2 separate regions of the Triticum aestivum genome follow, and region 2 is linked to region 1. The links are chromatin contacts, called in public Hi-C maps. All regions are on one chromosome and are shown on one strand. Each heading gives the region's core, a stretch centred on a gene start, on an enhancer-like site or on the middle of the called end of the contact. The rest is flanking DNA. Distances are from core to core; before and after follow the strand shown. Region 1 holds the start of LOC123119658. Region 2 holds the start of LOC123119659.

Evidence for each region. A called contact is a pair of places that touch in the nucleus more often than the background predicts.
Region 2: a contact with region 1 is called in a Hi-C map of leaf, with 4 times the contacts expected there. The contact joins the promoter of LOC123119659 here to the promoter of LOC123119658 in region 1. A contact is called at or near these places in 2 of 5 Hi-C or Micro-C datasets (both in leaf).

What each region holds. Positions count from the first base shown.
Region 1 is chr5D:96,072,730-96,075,328 of IWGSC CS RefSeq v2.1, reverse strand. It overlaps LOC123119658, which reads left to right and starts at 1,323. Exons shown (of 18, transcript XM_044539539.1): 1 at 1,323-1,428; 2 at 1,594-1,633; 3 at 1,777-1,850; 4 at 2,527-2,592. The coding sequence starts at 1,426.
Region 2 is chr5D:96,310,623-96,313,221 of IWGSC CS RefSeq v2.1, reverse strand. It overlaps LOC123119659, which reads left to right and starts at 1,300. Exons shown (of 2, transcript XM_044539541.1): 1 at 1,300-2,599. The coding sequence starts at 2,210.

The DNA.
Region 1 (2,599 bases), core at 74-2,573:
CTTATATTTTGATTAGAAATTTGGTAAGTAGATTAAAGTGGAATTGGTTCAGAAGGTAAGTAAATTAAGGTGATTGATTATCATATACATGGAAGGTTGGACGAAGAGACGGTAGGAAGAAAAGTGAAACGGGAACCTTACGTTCTTTTTAAGTAGTAATATAGAGAAGAGATTTGCAAAATACTCAAAATAATACATTATACCAATGAATATAAAAATATTTTCCAGAAAAAGATTTTTTCTAAAGACTTCAAGAAGTTTAAAATATTTTTCAAGAACACATATTTTTTTTAAATATGACAAAAATATGAAAAATTGGAATTCTTGTTAAACCGAGGGAGAAATATTATTTAAATAAGATGATATAATGAAAAAATGTTTGAAGAAATTGTCATTAAATCATGTGTGAAATACTTTTGAAATTCATCATACAATTGAAGCATGTTTGAAAAATCGAAATAATTGTGAAAATGCGTGTGGAATGCCTTTTGAAATTGATTGATAAAATTGAAATTGGTTGACATATGTCTGGAATAACTAAAACATGTGTGAATGTAAACTATTTTCAAACAATTGAAAATTGTGTGAAATGTCTATGAAATGTTTTTGATAACTGAAACAATGAAAATATCCATGAAAATGGCTTTGGAAAGGTTCTGAAATGATTGAAATATGACCATTTTTATTTTTATGTGTGAATATCTATGAATTGCATCGCAATCCTGTGTGGAACACTAAAGAGTCACTACAATGAATATTTATTAAATATGGAAATGTTGAACCCGAAACGAAACATGTATCATTTTTAATTTGCTACGAGAATTATTTTGATTTTTTTGAAATCTTGGAATTGATTTGGATTTTGTTTAAATTAATGACTTCATTTAACCATATACCAAAAAAAAACAAAATAGAAATAAAAAGGAAATACAGCTAACAACTACCTGGGTGACTTACGTGTGGTGTGCGTGCATTAGTTCATAGTTGGATGGAGCCCGCCATATGGCGGCTCCATTCGAAACTATTTTGCAAGGCACATACATTGTGTCTGTTGCCGTTGTATAAATAGCAGGAATGAGGTTTAAATATTTTATATTGCTCTTTTTTATTACACTTCAACCTTTATATTAATACAAACATATCTCATTTTCAAGTTAAAGAAACATCTCTCATTCTTTGCAGTAAAAGAAAAACCAAAAGAACGGAGGCCTACACCTGTAACCTTGCCAGGCCGGGCCGGACCATGCACGCTTTCCGACAGGCCGGGCCGCGCGGGCCCTGTTGGTTATAAAGCCACAGTCGTCTCTCTCTCCAAGAAAAACGCGAAACGATAATTCGAGGAAAATATAAAGGGGAAAGGAGAAAAGCTCCGTGCACTCTGTTTTGCGTCCTCCTCGTCTCGGCTGAAGAAGACAAGAACCAAAAATGGTACTCGGAACTCACTCCCCGTCCCCGTGAATCTCCGTCGCGTTCCTCGATCCTTTCGCGCAGGCGCCACCGGATTCGACGCCGCGCGGCGCCCGGTTCGGTGCAGGTTTTGCCGAGATGACCTCGTCTCTGACTTTGTTTTTGTTTTTTTCCTGGGGATTTCAGGACAGGAGGGCGGCGTCGCAAGGGGATTACGACGAGCAAGGTGAGGCTGCTGGGCTTATTTGTGTTTCGCGCAGTCTGTTGTGGAGAAGCCGAGCGAATTTGTTCTGGGATTTTGGGATCTGATTCTGGGTGTGGCTGTGCACTTGCGCCGTGTCGTTGAATGACGTGCTGGTATGTGTGCAGACCGGCGAGTGAAAGGCGCCGAGGTGTTCGTCGGCGGGCTGCCGCGGTCGGCGACGGAGGGGACACTCCGAGAGGTTGGTTTTGTCTACAGCCGTCAACACCCACTTGTGTATGAGGTGTTGCTTGTTGGTGTCATTCAGGAATGGTGTACTGCGCAAGGACAGACTATTACCTCAAGTGCTTGCATCTCCGATGTGATTTGTAGATGCCATGTTTCCGAACAGCATATCTTTAGCTGAATAACTGTCTGTTGGCATTATATATTCCACCGTTTCGCATTGTTTATCTCCACCTATTAGTTTTCTGCAATCCAACAGGGGGTGACCAGCTGGTTTGTAGGTTAATCTGAAAACCTGCTAATGGCATGGTTTACTCGCCCATTTTAACTGTGGATGTTGTGTAAGCCATGCCAACCAAATCAAATGTATTGGCACACCTAAACCATGTTTTGTATCTACCAGAAGCTTAACTGGTTCTGTAATTTTTTGGATGTGGCTTGGTAAATCTGTCTGCAGGCAATATTGCCGTGTTCTAGCTCGTAATAACAGAAATATGTAGTACTACAATGGCTAGAAATTTTGCTCAATTATTGGTTATTGGACTGCTGAGCTTTAAGTATACTTTCTCCATTGTAAATTAATAATAGTCACATAGTTGATTCATTAACTTTCATCTATTCGTGAAAAAAAGGTTTTTTTTTCATTTCTTCTGGTCGCCACATACTCGTTGGACTGACCATTTCATCAGCAGATATTTTCTACTTGTGGTGAGATTGTCGACTTGCGCATAATGAAGGATCAGAATGGTGTTTCCAAGGTCTGGT
Region 2 (2,599 bases), core at 51-2,550, 240 kb before region 1:
CGAGCCGAGGAGGGTGGAGGAGGTGGCCTAGCAGCAGCGGCTCGCCGGGTCTGGTCGCAACGAGGTGGCCGAGTGTACGTTGTGGGGGCTGGCGGCGCTGCGCACAGGAGGCAACGCAGTTGAGGCAACAGAGGGAGGTGTCATCGTCGGAGAATACGACCTAACGGCGGACAAGGTCGGGAATCAAAGATGTTCTTTTTGCAACAAAGGGCATGTTGCAATTGTAACCAGACTCTTGTTGCAAATGGTTTATGTTACAGCCTCGCAAAAAAAAGACATGTTTACGGTCGTAAGAAGGGACCTGTTACAATTACAACAAAGCTCTTGTTGCAAAAGGATTCTGTCACAACCTCACAAAAAAAAGCTTCACGGAAAAAAAGTCATATATGGGTTCCTATTGCAATTGGGAAATAAAGAAAAGAGATCATATGCATTATAGATCGGATGGCTCGCAACTCGGCCGAACTCCCGTAGCACGTCTTTTTTTAGCTTATCGGAGTTGAGGAGTCAATTTTTTAGAAGGCGTATGAAAAGCTAAAATTTAGGGTTTTGTTAGACATGCTCTACGAGTGGCCGCCGGTCTGCCTCGTCTCCTGTGGTCTTAAAGCCATGAAGGTGCGGTGGATCCCGGCCCTTGCCAGCAGGAAGGCTTCATTTTTTTGTTAGCGTTTGTGTCCTGCTGAGAGATGCGAGGCGACGACGGCTCTCGGAGATGGAATAAAGGTATCCCCGCCTAGTTCCGTCCCGGTGGTGTTTCTAGCCTCCTCGGAGGGCTAGTGGAGGTTTGTCTCCGGCGGATCTCACGGGATTCTATCGTCGTTTGTCTTCGATGGATCCATGGGATCCTGTCTTCATTCGCCTATGTTCGTGTGTCTACAGATTGGATCCTTCCAATCTACGCTTATCTTCATCGGCGGCGGTTGCTGTTCTGGTCCTATGAAGGCTTAGCACAACGACTTCCCTACTGTCTACTACAATAAGATTTGCCTGACTCCGATGAGGGTAGGACGAAGACGGCGGCGCGCCTTCGGCTAGCTCCAGTGCTTGTAGTCGTTGGTAAGTAGTCTATGAATCTGGGTGTATTTTTTACTTATGGTATTATTTGTACTACCTCGATAGTTAATGAATATACAGGAAGTTTTGTTAAAAAAATGGAAAAGTACTAAATTCAACCAACTTATTTCTCTCTCACGTAAACCTCTTCTTCCGCGCGACGCGTGTCCACTACCAGGCCCACACAACGCTTTCCCATCGGTGGTGTTATCCTTCCGCGAGGTCTGGCTCTGTCCACACGTTTCTCACCCATCCACTAGTCTTCTTCTCCCCCACGTGATCCCCTTTTGCGCCCCCTCCATGATTTCTCACCCACCGGACCACCGCTGCATGATGGTGCAGCCGCAGCCACCGCACACCACGTACCTCTCCCAACCATCATGCAGCAACCTCCACGGCCGGAATACTAGACATCGGAGCCTCCTCTCTCCCACGCATATCCTAGGCGGTCAACGCGAGCTCGCCACGCACCCTCGTCCTCGACGGTCGCAGGCGTTGCAACGTAGCAACTCATCCCCAGAAGCCGTGCTGCGATGCAACCTTGGCGTCGGCCACTGGAGTTGCAAGTCGTGGGCGGCGGAGCTTCAATGGAGCGCTCGCCGGCGCTCTCAACGCAACGCTCATCAGCGGCTGCAGTGAAGTTCAGGCGGAGTTGCAAAGCAGCTTCGACGGAGCCATCGCCCGTCGGAGCTCTGCCAGGGCTGCAATTAAGATCGACCGGAGATGCAAAGCAGCTTCGTCGGAGCCGTCGGAGCTCTGCCGGAGCTGCAATGAAGCTCGGCCGGAGTTGCAATGGAGCTTCGCCGGAGCGTCGGAGCTCTGCCGGGGCTGCAATGAAGCTCGACCGGAGTTGCAATGGAGCTTCGCCGGAGTGTCGGTGCTGCGTTGGAGCTCCGCCGAAGTTGCAATAGAGCTTCGTCGGAGCGTCGATGCCGCGTTGGAGCTCCGCCGGGGCTGCAATGGAGCCGGCCGGAATTGCAGTGGAGCTCGTCGGACGGCGTCGGTGATGGTTGGAGCACCGCACAGTGCTGCAATGCCACATCGTTGAAGTTGTCGTGATGTACTGCTGCCGTGGCGTTGTTGTGGTCAAACGGCCTAGCACGCTGATCGGACGGCTGAACAGGCGGATGCTGATTTGTAGTAACGCCCTAAAAAAATGCTCTACGAGCGAGGCATGAGAATAGGAAGATTTGGCCTCCAGCAGTACCCGATTCGGCAGAGCCAAACACAACCTACAAGCCGAAACCGCCACACCTCACCCATATCAAACTCCAACGATCTCCTCGTAGCATCTCAAACAAAAAACAATCTCCTCCTCGGACCTGCTATGGCGTCCGTCGCATTAAAGCTCTCACGGTTCGCTGGGACGGCCGCCAATTCCGGCCGCTTCTCTCTTCGCTTACGCAGCCGCGATCTCACTGGAGATATCACCATTACCGCCCGGTCGCGACCGTCACTTAGATCCACAAACTCCGCCGCCGCCTCAACCAGCCCCTCGGACTTCTTCCTCCGGCGCACCATCGCTACGCTCCCCTCCGGTGAGGAA